Linked DNA regions of Mus musculus: all the other regions are linked to region 3. The links are chromatin contacts, called in public Hi-C maps. All regions are on one chromosome and are shown on one strand. The core of a region is the stretch at or near the end of the contact, and the rest is flanking DNA. Distances in the headings are between cores, read along the strand shown.

Evidence for each region. A called contact is a pair of places that touch in the nucleus more often than the background predicts.
Region 1: a contact with region 3 is called in a Hi-C map of cortical neurons. The contact joins two enhancer-like sites. A contact is called at or near these places in 2 of 484 Hi-C or Micro-C datasets (both in cortical neurons).
Region 2: a contact with region 3 is called in a Hi-C map of cortical neurons. The contact joins the promoter of Rock2 here to the enhancer-like site in region 3. A contact is called at or near these places in 2 of 39 promoter capture datasets (cranial neural crest and hippocampal neurons), 2 of 484 Hi-C or Micro-C datasets (cortical neurons and muscle stem cells) and 1 of 115 datasets of contacts at active chromatin or transcription factors (pancreatic cancer cells).

What each region holds. Positions count from the first base shown.
Region 1 is chr12:16,842,672-16,847,394 of GRCm38.p6, forward strand. It overlaps Gm36495 (a long non-coding RNA gene), which reads right to left. Exons shown (of 2, transcript XR_381304.3): 2 at 2,234-2,510. Among named protein-coding and RNA genes, the nearest start is that of Gm36495, 5.9 kb to the right of the region's middle. Within about 2 kb of position 2,685, at least 36 of the 459 cell types and tissues checked have an H3K27ac peak or open chromatin away from gene starts, as enhancers often do. A contact at or near this core is called in cortical neurons, where this site is marked.
Region 2 is chr12:16,892,704-16,897,238 of GRCm38.p6, forward strand. Rock2 (Rho-associated coiled-coil containing protein kinase 2) reads left to right here and starts at 2,275. Exons shown (of 33, transcript NM_009072.2): 1 at 2,275-2,627. The coding sequence starts at 2,487.
Region 3 is chr12:17,227,679-17,232,426 of GRCm38.p6, forward strand. Gm36568 (a long non-coding RNA gene) reads right to left here and starts at 375. Exons shown (of 3, transcript XR_381307.1): 1 at 233-375. Within about 2 kb of position 3,468, at least 17 of the 459 cell types and tissues checked have an H3K27ac peak or open chromatin away from gene starts, as enhancers often do. A contact at or near this core is called in cortical neurons and muscle stem cells, where this site is marked.

The DNA.
Region 1 (4,723 bases), core at 1,435-3,934, 390 kb before region 3:
GGCATACACATACAATAGTATTAAAATTAAAAGGTAGGAGAGACTGAGGAAGAACCCCAATATTAATCTCTGGCCTCCACACAATGTGCACACACATGTGCAAACACACAGACACACACAAAAGAGGGCAGGACTGTACGTGGTTCATATGTAGAATGAGTGTCTATGAACCAGTGTCTATCCAAGGTCTCAGTGGGGGACTGGTATGAATTGTAGAGTAGTTAGCTTTGTTCCCCCCTAGGGTTTTGAGGTGCTACTCAAGGCCTCTCACATGCCAGGCAAGTGTGCTTCTACTGAGCTACATCCTCAACCCTTTCAAAATTTTATTTTGAGACAGAATCTCACAACGTAGTCCAGGCTAACCTCACACACTCAATCCTCCTGCCTCAGCCTTCAGAGTGCTGAGAGAGAAGCTAGCCATGCTCACACCATGACTTCCCACTTCTAGGCTCCCGAAAGTAGGAGGGAAATAAATGCTTGTTTTAAGTCAACTAGTGTGTGGTAATTTATTATGACAGTCCCCAGACATTAACTTAATTCTCACCTGTACCCCCTGGCTTTGTCTCACCGTGAGGCACAGCCTGACCCACAGACCTCTAAACAGCAAATACACACAGAATGAACTCCTGGGACCTGAGAATGGATCTGAAGCAAAAGGATCAACACTCAGCATGCTCCACAGATATCCACTCAGTACTACCCTCCCTGGGTGGTACCACTCAGCCTGACCAGACCCAACCCAATCTCTCCAGAGCTACCCAAGTTAGAACAAGGCTCAGCCTTCGCGCAGCACCAGGGACAACCCGGTCACAGGGCTATCCCCATCCGTACTTTGCTGGTCAACATTCTACTCGTCTTCAAGTTGCAGCTCCCACGGCAATGTCTGCAGGACGTGTACTTGCCTCCATCCCGTATCACTGCATCGCTTATCTTTCTCACTGATGCTACAATATCCCAGACAGAAGCAACCTGAGCCGGGAACAGTTTATTTTGGCCTATAATTGGAGGGTACAGTTGACCCATCACGGCAGGCAGGGGAAGGCATGGAGGCGACAGGAACATGAAGCCCTGGGTCACACTGTGTGTGTTGTGACCAAAGTCAGGAAGCAGAGAGAGATGAGTGCTGCTGTTCAGCTGTGTCAGGTCCAAAAGAAACTGCAGAATGGCTCACTGCGGTGCCTATTAGTGTGCCACAATGTTTGCTGGCCCCAGACTCACTCGATACCTGAAGCTCTGCTCTCAGTTCTTCTCACCCAGTCCCCTCTCCTAAACTCCAGCTCCTGGGCTTCTTGTCCCACAGCTTCTCATTCCTATATAACGCTGCCCCTTTGGCCATGTATTTTCTTTGCTCTCTGTCCCCTCTTTTGGCCCTCTCTTACCTTTTCCTCTTTCACCTGCCCCCCAACTCCTCTCATGGCCCAGTTCAGTCTGCTGGCCATGTTTAATCTGTTTTTTCCTCTCCCTGCTCTGGACTCTTACAGGAGGCTCTGGCTACACCTCCCTCACATCTACAAGGAAAATCTTTTCAACCATACCTTGGAACAACCAAGGGTTTCTCTTTATAGCCCTGACTGTCCTGGAACTCACTTTGTACACCAGGCTGGCCTCGAACTCAGAAATCCGCCTGCCTCTGCCTCCCGAGTGCTGGGATTAATCACCTTGGTTTTTTGAGAAAGGGTTTCTCACTGGTCTGGAACTTGCTGGCTTGACTAGCCTGGCTAGCCAGTGAACCCTAGGGATCCTCCTATCTCTCTCCAGTGCTGGGAATACAAGTGTGCACCATGTCCCATCTTTGTATGTGTTTCTGGGGACTGAACTCAGGTCTTCACAAATGTATGGCAAGCACTTTACCATATGAGCCATCTCCCCAGCCCTGAATGACATTTTTAAAAGAAAATAAAGAAAGGTTGTTTGCATACTTCGAAATTCCCAAAGGATCTTGTTACTCCACCCCCATGATTAATCCCTTCTCCAGTAAATGAGGCTAATCACAAGCAACAAAAAAGGCTCCCGCGTGCCGTAACCTGACACATTCAGAACATTCTAGTCATTTTAAAGTTAAGTCCAGAGTCCCCTGCATTTTTTTGTGTATGAATGTGTACTGAATTATAAATAGAAGTGGAAAACAGTAAGAGCATGTGAACTCAGTTGGCGGGGGCCCCGGATTTAGACCCCCCAAATATAGCTGGCTGACGAGCCACCATGGGCAGCTTTTAGAAAGAAAAAGTCCAACTCAGCTCATCATTTTATCCATTCTGAGCAACCATCCTGAAGAGTTAGTCAATAGTACATTTTTTCACTTTATTTTTTCCTCCAAGTGTGTGGCTTTTTCTTTAAAAAGAGATGAGAATCTCAGGCACAGATAAATATATACACAGGCATTTGGCTATAATACAATTCTCTATAGGCAGATTTGTCTCATGTCTGTGGGGTTGGTTTAAATCTGGAAGCTTCCGGAAGGCCTTAGTCTCATGCTCCTTTTCCCATAACTTAAGCTGGTGGCAGGAGTCCTGAGAAGAGAGTGAGATAGACAGAAAGTGAAGCTCAGACAGAGGGGGGGGGGCGGGGGGGGCGGGGGGTTCTCCCCTTGGGGATGCTGTCATTTATGACCACCGCAGCCAGCCGAGCAGTTCCAGAGTGTTCCCAGCATTCTCCCAGTGTTGTTCCACCTACAGTTCTTTCCTTGCTCACTCTGCTCCAAACCCCACACAGCTTCCAAGAGCCAGCCCCACTACCGGATATGACAGGCCTGATTAGAGTCAATTCAGGCATTTCCCAGTGTGCAGTTGGCCCGTGTTTAAAATGTCAGCCACAGCTCCAGCCTTTCCCGTAGGTATGTCATTAATGAGGGGTTAGATTTCTAAACTAGACCATACATGTTTATCTTAGTTTCTTTTTACTTCCACTGTGATAAAATACCCTGACAAACCAACTTAAGGGAGAAAGAATTTTTTTTTTTCTGATTCACAATCCGAGGTACAGTCCATCCTGGAGGGAAATCTATAAAACAGGATCTTCAAGTAGCTCTTCACATCCACAACAGGAAGCAGAGAGATAAATGCCTGCCTCTGCTCGTTCCTTTTCTTAATTAATTAATTAATTAATTAATTAATGTATTTAATGTGCATTGGTGTTTTGCTGGAATGTGTCTGTGTGAGGTTGTCAGATCCCCTGAAACTGGAGCTACAGTTTTGAGCTGCCATGTGGGTGCAGGGAGTTGAACCCCGGTCCTCTGGAAGAGCAGCCAAGAGCACTTAACCTCTGAGCTATCTCTCCAGCTCCCCTCCTCCGCTCATCTTTCTCTATTTATACAGGCTAGGATCCCACAGGAATGGTGCCACCACAGAAGTCTTCCAACCTTCCATAATATTGGGCTGTATGTAAGCCTGTAAGGCATTCTCTTAATTAGTGATTGATGGGAGGGTGAAGCCCATTGTGAGTGATCCCAAGTTCTATAAGAAAACTGAGCAAGCTATGGAAAGCAACGCTCCTCCATGGCTCCACATCAGCTCCTGCCTCCAGGTTGTGCCGTACGTAAGTTCCTGTCCTCCCTACTTTTGATGATGAACTGCTTTATGGAAGCCTAAGCCAAATAAACCCTCTCCTCCCCAAGATGCTTTTGGTCATGGTGTTTCATCACAGTGATGGTAACTGTAAGACATACACATAAATTAAAAATAAAATAAATCAAGCTGGAGAGATGGCTCAGCAGTTAAGAGCACTGACTGCTCTGCCAGAGGTCCTGAGTTCAGTTCCCAGCAACCACATAATGGTTCACAACCATCTATAATGGGATCCGATGCCCTCTTCTGGTGGGTCTGAAGACAGCTGCACTGTACTCAAATGCATAAATAAACAAATAAATCTTTAAACTATATAAATAAAATCAAATAAACAATTTTTTAGAAAGCCCAATGAGCACATGTGGTTATAGGCTGGTTCTCAACTGTCCCCTGTGCTGCAAACAGTACAGTAATCCCAGAGATGGGACAAGGGCTGCTCGGAGGGACTTCAGCACAGACTTGTACTCCCTGTAGCGTTTGTCAAAGTGGGGTAAGCAGTAGCTCTGAGGATTTTGTGCTGTATCTGAAAAGAGTCTCATCTTACAGAGGTGTAGGACTTTTTGGGAAGAACAAAAGCAAAAACACAGTGGCTTTCCAATGAGCAAAGACTCAGTCACTGCTATGATGTTGCTGTGGGGAGGAGAGAGGAACCTGAGGGATCTATGGGTCTGGGCGATCCTGTTATTGTTGTTGCTTTTAATAATACTAGTAGTGGAGTCAGTATTGTGTGCTTTTCCCAAAGTGTTATATATTTTCACTCATTCGATTTTACGATATCCTCCTGACATTGGACAGCCTTGGGGATTCAATGAATTCTAATGAAACTGGGGCTCAGAAAAGAATTTCTGGCTACATAGGAGTCCAAAGGAAAATCAGGCTTGATTTTCAGACTATGTAATACTAAGAACGACTGCATCATGAGTATCCCAGCAGGCAGCCATGGCTCTCTATAAAGAGGAGACTCAACACCACATCCATCACCACAGCCATCATACCCACACCACAACCACCTCCCTCAGTAACACTACCATCATAACCATCACCTCCCAGAGAGTGATGAAAGGACTTTACAAAACTGTAGCTAGGGTCAAGGGAACCCATGCAGGGACAGTGATGAGTCAGCCAGAAGAAAGGGAGAAGAGCCCTTGCCACCCACGTGA
Region 2 (4,535 bases), core at 1,025-3,524, 340 kb before region 3:
ATGGGTGCTGGGGATTGAAATCAGGTCCTCGTGCTTGTATGATAAGCACTTTACTCATCTTAAGCACTAACCATCATCTTAGCTTCCTATTTTAGGTTTTTCTGAGATCCAGTTACCTATAGACCAGGCTGACCTCAAACATTCTATGTAGCTAAAGATGGCCTTGAACACCCTCCCCCCACCCAGCCCCCATTCTCTTGCCTCTACTTTCTCAGTGCTAAGATTACAGAGGTGAATCACCATACCAGGGTACTGCTGTTCTTTTAAAACAAGGTCTCCAAGGCTTGAGATCATGGCTACTCCGCCAAAGTCCATAAAAACATATAGCCAAGTCATTTCAAAATTAATTTGTAACTGGAAGATCACAATGTTCCTTTTGAAAGCCCATTATACTATCACCAGGAAAAAGAACTTGTAAGATCTGTAATAATGATTATCTAATTATCATGCTCCAGTGCATGGGTGGAAAGAGTGGTTAGCTGGCTCTACTCTCCTAGCTTTGGGTCTGTGGACGTATGAAGAAGTAAATTTACCTACTGGCTTGAAGAACTTTTTTTTTTTTTTTTTGACCCAGAGGCCAGTTTTATTATCTACAAGAGAAAGGGTTCTCTTCAGTCATCAAAGACTCTTCCTGTCTTAATCCAAGTCAGAGGGGCTTCTCCCCAGAAGGGCAGACATTTTTGGACCCCTGCGCTGGGTGAAGTGCATGCAATTTTGGCCAGGCCAGGGCTGTAGCCTACCTGCATATTTACCTTGACACCCCAGGGAGCTCTACAGTTCACTATTCAGGGGCATTACACTCTAGCTTCCATAAGTACAAGTTTTCAAATTTAAAAATTCAATATGCTTTTTAGCATTTTTTTGTTGTTGTTTTCAAGACAAGTTTTCTCTGTGTAGCTCTGGTTGTCCTGGGACTCATTCTCTAGACTTAGGTTAGCCTCAAACCCTCCTGCCTCTGTCTCTCCCCAGAGCTGGCATTAAAGACCTATGAGGCCACCACCCTACTTGACATCTTTAGAAGTGGGGGGAAAATCCCATTCAGTTAGGAGCAAGTGTGTTCTCTCACTTGTTTAGCTGCTCATTTCAAAGTGTTCATAATCCCCTTTGCATTTTTTCACTTCCGGTAAATTTTCCCTAGTCTCAACCGGCTTGCAATACCCGTAGGATTCTTCCCGTGAATATGACAAGAGCTTGTTTGGATTATTCAGCTGCTGGAAGATTGGGTCCACTCCCAGGGTTTTGGTCATTGCGAACATTCTGAATAGCCCTGCTGTAAACATCTCCACGCAAAGTCCTCCTCTTTTCGGATCATTTCCTTACACTTGGACTTCCTTAAATGGCCTTACTGGGTCAAAGGGGCTCTGTGAACAGTTTTATAGCTCTTGGCACATAGTTTTCCGATTGCGCCCTGAGAGGATCTGACCAATGGCTAGGGGGCAAGGAGAGGGCAGGAATGCGGAGAAGCAGCCCCTCTCTTTCACTCTCCAAAAGCAAGGGCCCCGCGGATGCAGAAGCGCTTCCTTATTGCCTCCTGTTCCCTCCGCCTGGCCAGTGTCTAAGGTCTAAGGCCAGGCGGGCACCTTGGTCAGGGAAGGGCACAAAGGTTTCTGAGAGTTTAGGATTTATGACCCGGAGGCAGAAACAACTCCTCCAGGCCTCCCAGCTCCGGGACTCAACAGGATTCAAACGAGTCCCACACTCTTAGCGCGGGCTAGGGGCGCGGCCTCCCCGCCCCCTGGGAGCCCCAGGCGCAGGCCTCAGGCGCACCAGGCCTGGGAAGGGCGCTGACCCGGGGCGCAGCAGTTCGGCGCGGCTTGCATAGCTGCGCGCTGAGTCAGCGGGACACAGCGGGCGGGGGGCGCGGACGTCAACTAGGCCTCTGGGTCCGGCCGGCGACGTGGGACACACGACGGGGACCACGGGGCACCGCGCTGCCATCCGTCCCGCCTCCCAGTCCCGCGAACCGGCCCGACGAGGCAGGGAGACTAGCCAGGCGGCGGGAACGGAAAAGAAGCCTGGCTGCTCAGCCCGGTGGCGGGGCGTGGCCGGAGGCCAGGGGCGGGGCGTGCCGCGGGGCCGCGCCGGGGTGGGCGGGGCGGGGCCGGGCCGCGCGCAGCCGACCGCGGGCGGAGGGGCTTGTGGGTAGCGGCGGCGCGCGGCCGAGTAGGGACGCGGCTCCGACTGCGTGTGAGGGGAGCGGGCGTGTGGGCGCGCGAGGCGGCCGGCGGCGATATGCGGGTGGACGGGCGACGGCCCTAGCGGCCTGAGCCCCGAGGGCGGGGTGGTGCGGCGCGGGCGCCCCTTCCCCGCTCCCGCCCGCCGGGTCCTGGCGAGCTCGCTACGGGCCGGGCGGCGCGCGTGCGGCTGAGGGGCGGGGACGCCGTGTGCCTCGCTGCTCCCGGCCGGGCCGGGCGGCTCCTCAGACAGCGGCGCGCGGCGTGCCGGGGCGGAGGTTCCGCGGGCGGCGCTAGGCCCGGCGAAGCGGCATGAGCCGGCCCCCGCCGACGGGGAAAATGCCCGGCGCCCCCGAGACCGCGCCGGGGGACGGGGCGGGCGCCGGCCGTCAGAGGAAGCTGGAGGCGCTCATCCGAGACCCTCGCTCGCCCATCAACGTGGAGAGTCTGCTGGTAGGTGCGGGCTAGGGAGGGAACTCCCCGCCCTGCCTGGTCCCCCCTCGGCCCACCCGCCCCGCTTCCGGCTGCCCGGGGAGCTGGAGACCCAGGTTCCAGAGTGGAGACCCCACCTGGGATTCTCGGGTCCACCTCCCTGCCGAGCGAGTGTCATCTCGGCCGCCCCCGTTCTTGGAGCGCGCAGGGAGGAAACACCCCTGGTCTCCTTCCCGCCTACCCAGTTGGTTTGGGGCGGAAAGGTGGAGGATTGGCTGTGCTTCCTACACTGGGCTACCCAATTTGAAAGTGTCACGCAGTGTGGGAGCTAGGGTGAAAACCCAGGGAGAAAGAAACCCGACGCTCTTCCTATTGGGAGTACCACCGGGGGCACACGACAAAGAGCTCGTCAGGAAGCTGGGAACGCACAGCTAGCTCAAGTTTGCTGCTTTCAGTTGCTCTTGGACATTCCATAGTAGCTATTTAGTACATTTGAATTTATGTAAATTAAATTTCCGGAGATTGTTGCTCTGAAGCCAAGAAATGAGTCTGAATTGTAGAATGGGATAAATCTCTCCCCTTCATCTTGTCTTTCCCATAGCATTCAAAATCCAAATTAAGAGCCTTGGAAAAGGCAGCTAACTGGAGCTCGGTTAAGAAAAGAACACGATTTACAATAAATGCCATGTAGAATGCTGGTATACTTCTGGTCGTGTTGAGGGAAGCGATTATGCTTGGCAAACGAATTTGATTAGTGTGCACCTAGAGTTGCATTTATGGGAAAAAGTGGTGTGAACGTGTACCCTGAGGAGAAGTCGGAAAAAAAAAAGATACTCCGGCTATTAGCTTTGGAGGTCTAGACTTAGGGTGGGTGATCAGGCATTCTGTGCCAAAAAGCATGTCAGACCTGAGCTCTGCTAGGAGAAGCCTAGTGACTCTGTGATGAGAAAAACTGTCTCCTCCCTTTCCACTGACTAACTTTTCTTCTGAGGCCGTTGGTTATCCTTTGAGGTTTCTGGAATCATTTGCAGAGTGACTCAGTTCTGTTTGGCCACAGCGCAGGAACTGACTAGAGTGTGGGTATCGCTCTATAGGATGTGTAAATATAGAGATTTTGACTTTTGGGGGCGGGGGGAGTGTTTTTGTTTGGTAGTGGGTTCCTGTGTTCTTGTGGGACGTATTTTGGAAGTCTTCAGAGCAGGATTGCTTGGAGTTCATAGCCTTTTTGTAGATAAAGCAAAGCTTCTCTGGTGTCACTGCCAGGATTTTCACTTTGGTATTTTGCTAGCAAAACTTTGATCCTAGGCCAGAAAGTTCAGTTAAAAATAGTCTCTGTAAATCTCAAGTATTCACCAGGATCATTTTCAATCCCAGATAGAAATGTTTTTACATTTCACAGTCATCTCTTGTATTATTAGTGATGTTAATTATCATTATCAGGGTCATTTTGAGCTTGGAACCAAGTTGTTTATACCTGTGACATGACTATTTTGTTTTATTAAAATATTACCTAAATTATTACACGTGGCCAGTAACAGTTCCTTCATTGAGTGCTTCATACACCACATTTGTTAAGGTGACATATTACCCTTAGGAGGGTTGACATCAAATGCTGATTTGACCGCAGGCTTATTGCTGCTTTTAGTTGATTACATGTCATTGAGAATCAGGACAGGTGTTATTCTAGAGTGCAGCGTATGTTACTAAGCCAAAAAATGCCGTTTATTCCTTTAGAGTGAGGTTCCTGATGCCTCTGTTGCACATTCATAAAAGTTGAAAACATCATTAAAGTTGTAATAATATCCATGTTATGTAAATTTTATCATGAAGTTTTAGAATGAATTTTGTGCTGGGTGGTTTTATGTCAACTCTACACAAGCTAGAGTTATGGCATTTTCTTACTTAGTGATTGATTCGGGAGGGCTCAGC
Region 3 (4,748 bases), core at 2,218-4,717:
AGACAGACAGAGTTGGGAGAAGGCAGCATTCTGGCCAGTAATCTCAGAGGGTCTGGTGTTTTGAGTTTGTTGTTGTTGTTGTTGTGATGGTGGTGGTGGTGGTGGTGGTGGTGGTAGTGGTTGTAGTTGCTGCTGCCATTTCACTTCTGAGACCTGCCAATCACCTGAGCAAGTCCTTTCTCTCTCCCTGAGCTTATGCTGGTCTCCTGGGGTGGAGACTGTAATTCTTCACCTGCTCAAACTCGGCTGAGGAAGGGCAGCATCCATAGTGTATAACCTTAAGCGATGTAAAGGGACCCCTTGCCCTTCTCCTCAAAACATGTAAAAATGATTGTGTTGTGGATACAGATCCCTGGCTGGCACCAATGGAGGCTATTTTGGGAGGCGTGGTTACTAAGAAACAGTAGGCTCTGGTTGCCTTGGCAACTATGGGTAAGATGGAAGCATGGTACACCAGCCTTCTGTATTCTATCCTTGTCTCTTCACAAAGTGGGCTGTCTGGTGATTCATATATGAGCAAAAGTGTCTCCCAGCAGGGCATTAGCCTGGCTAGCCTGCTCCTGGCCAAAGGGTCCAGATGGGCTCTAGAAGAACATAGTTCCTCAATCCTACAGTCACCGTGAGAAAGTCCAAGACAGCCTCCCAGGGAGGCTGCTTTCTGCTTCTCTCCTTGGGATGGCCCTGATATAATGATGCAAATACCATATGCAGAAATAAGGGCTAGCTGATAGAGCAGCGGCTCTAATGCTCCCTAATGCTGCAGACCTTTAATACAGCTCTTCATGTTGTGGGAACCTCAACCATAAAATTATTTCATTGTTACCTCATAAGTGTAACTTTGATAGTTATAGATTGTAGTATAAATATCTGATATGCAGGATATCTGAGATGCAATCCCCAAAATGCCAAAACCCACAGGTTGAGAACCACAGCAATAGATCAAGTAGGAACAGTTACATGAGGTGGACCAAGGACCCCTAGTGGCAATGTGCCCTTCCAAATTCAAGTGATTGGACCTCCATTTGCATTGAGTAGATGGAAATGATATTAATAGGTATACATAGCAGGTATGGCTATACACCTGGATATGTCTATCTGTTTCATGGGTCTGTTGTAAAGGCAAATGAGAGATTATACACTATTCCCACCAAAACAGGAAAATAGATTTCTCTAAAGGAATGATAGTTCCAACTAAGATTTCTCCTTCTCTTCTCTCTCTATACAAATGCACACACATGTGCCCATGCACTAAGGCTAAGACAAAGTTTTTGAGTTTCAGATCAGCTTGTGGAAGGCCCTGTCCCAAAGAAAAATGGGGGGGTGATGAACAACAGACAGACTCGGGCACAAATGGCAGTTCTATTCTTTGTCTCCAGTGAGTCTTCTTGCACATGCCCACTTAGGAGCCTGCATCCTGATTTTATAAAGAAAGCCTCTTTTGTCCTACAAGGAGCACTCTTCAGATAGGATATGAGGGAGCTGAGGGAGCTGGCTGAGAGAGCTCAGAGTCTAGGATGGAGAAGAGGTAGTTCTGGGGAGCTATTACCCAGCCCAACGCTACATGCTGCCATGAGACATCTTGGCCAGAGTACTGTCCCTCAGACAAGGCCTCCTGGACATGAAGTTCTCAGCTTCTCTGCCCACTCCCTTTTAACTAGAACCACATAAACGTTTCCCTTGTAAAAACTTGGTCACAGTCAAGCAGGTCCTTCCTGCTGAGTGGGGCCCCAAATTCTCTTCTTAGGGACAGTGGCAGAAGCTAAGCTTTGCCATAGTCCTGTCTCACACTGATCTACCTCCACTGCAGTAATCCCTATATTAGAAATATCCCTGCTTCTATTTTAAAAGAGTATTCTATATTCTATATTATGGGATCAGCTAGGTAAGAAAGGGCATCTCAAGGTTTTGATGGTGTCAGATTTAACACACAGGCTTTGCTGATCTTAATCGATCCACTTTATAATCAAGCAAACAATAGCAGCACACATCATTTTGTTAATCCTACTACAAAATAGATCCCAGCACTTGAGGAGCTAAGACAGAAAGATGTCACAAGTTGGAAGACAGCCTGGGCCACATAATGAGCACCAGGCCATCTTAGGCTATAAAGTGAGATCTCGTCTTAAACAAAAGGTGGGTTTGTAAATATGGCTTGATGGTTAAGAGCATTTACTGCTCTTCCAGGGGACCAGAGTTTGATTTCCAGAATATACTTCAAACTTCTATATGCGCAAGAGCATACACACACACACACACACACACACACACACACACACACACACAGACAGACAGAGACAGACAGAGACAGAGACACAGAGAAACAGAGAGAGACAGAGAGAGAGCATATATAGACAAACACATACACATAAATAAAAATAAATATTTTAAAGGAAGGTATGGAACAAAGGAAGGAAGGAAGGAAGGAAGGAAGGAAGGAAGGAAAGAAGGAAGGGAGGGAGGGAGGGAGGGAGGGAGGGAGGGAGGGAGGGAGGGAGGGAGGGAGGGAGGGAGGGAGGGAGGATTACAGACATGGACCAGAGCCTGGAGGGCACCCACTGAAATGTCAAGGTTCTTGTGTACCAGAAAAAAAGCTCTGGACTAAGGACACATGGATAATGATGGATCTTAAAGGCTAACTAAGAAAGAGAAATACTACACACACATTTGTATGAAATGTATATATGCGCGCACACACACACACAGAGAGATTTTTTTTAAAGAGATAAAGAGAAATAAACTCCTGACAGTGGAAGTGGGCCAGAGGGCTGGGAAAGGCCTGAGGCTCACAGGCCTGGACCATGGGTGGCCATGGGTCTCTGTCCTTTCAGGACATTCCCAATGACACCAGCCATTATTCTTCATGTGCTGTTTGGTTATATGGAGCCCATGGTTAGAAGAACCCCCCGCTGTCCTCTGACACTAGGACACTTCCCACTAGTCCTCTGACTCTGTTGCTCTTGATGCCTCTCTCATACATCAAAAGGAAAGGAAGTGGGAAGAGGAAGGGGAGGCAGAGGGGGGGACGGAGAGGATGCTCCAGTCAGACTTGCACTGGAGGGAAGTATGCACCAGAAGGTTGCAAGCCTTGGTTGGCAAGGCCTGTGGTAATGAACATGGCCAGGACACGAACCAAGCTCTTTAGCCACAAATCCTCACTGCCCTCTTCTTCTGCTGGCTCTACCCCAGGGTCAGGGCGGCAGCAGTGACTCAGACTTTAGCAGGAGGGATACTGCGGATGCTATCATAGCCTGTAATTACAAGCTGGAACAGCTATGACTTCAATACCATATTTAATTTTTTGTGCAAATACTTGGCTTTTTCATTGCATCTGAATAAAAATGCCCATTACCCTAACCAGATACCTAGAATTAGAAAATAAGACATTTTTTTAAAGACTTGAAACATCTACCGGTGTATAATTACTCACTGCCTACAGACTATACTTTTAAAAATAGTCGCAAGGAGCATGAATAATTGAGCTGGCACAAGTGCTCCTACATTAGAGCAGCATTGTGTCTCAGTCCCACAATTAACAAATTCCCTTCTTGACTGAGGCTGGAATGCCCATAGAGAGTAGCTGGATCCCAGGATCCACCACAGAACAAGGTAAATGGAAGCAGAGTTTGATTCAATAGCACGCAGGAGCTGGCAGCATAAAAGCACCGTCCTGGACCATCCACAAGGTAGCGTGTGAGTTAGGGGAAGCACACTGAAGGGTGCAGGCAGTCACCCCCTTGAAGCAACATGAGAAATTTTAAGGGAAGAGAAACCCTAGGACCAAAACAAACAGCAAGAGTGAAGCAGAGGCTGCCTCCGGTGGCATCCGAAGCTGTGTCTCAGGCAGCCAAGAAGACAAAGCTAGCCCGTTCCCACAGCCCAGAACACTCCTAACACTGGACAGGGGCTCAGACCAAAGGCGTGACCAGAATGGGGTGGGACTAGGAATGTGGCTCAGTTAAAGTGCTGCCATCCAAGCCTGAGGACTTAAATTTGGTGTGGTGGCACACATTGTAATCCGACCCAGGGAAGCGAAGACAGGCAGATCCCTGGGGTCTGCTTGCCAAACTGCCTAACTTAACCTCTGAGCACCAGGCCAGTAGGAGACTATGATATCCTGAGGACCTCTGGCGCGCGCGCGCGCGCACGCGCACACACACACACACACACACACACACACACACACGGAAGATTAAAACTGATTTAAGTTGGGTCTTTCACATATAGAAAACACAATAAGCATTAAGTAACAGCCACAGCAGCCACAGCTGACAGAAACATCAAAGTAAGGTCTCTGCAGGCAGAGAATTCAGACAATCCACTGGTGTTTCCGTTAAACAGTCCACCAACTGTTCTTTCTGAAAATCTTGGGGGAGAACCATCAAATCTGTGCTGGGGAGTCTGGAAAATAAAACTACGTAAATGACCAGAGAGCAGCACCAAGGTGTGTTATGATGAAGGCTGATGGTGGTTTCAACTCTGATGTTGGGGTAACGGACTAGGATGCTACAGCCTAAAGGATAACCAATGAGAAACAGCAAAGAGGGGCAGAGGAGTGCCCTCTCTCTCTCTCTCTCTCTCTCTCTCTTTGGTTTTCGAGACAGGGTTTCTCTGTATAGCTCTGGCTGTCCTGGAACTCACTTTATAGACCAGGCTGGCCTCGAACTCAGAAATCCTCTGCCTCCTGAGTGCTGGGATTAAAGGCGTGCACCACCACACCTGACTTCCTCATTTATTTTTATTTTATGTGT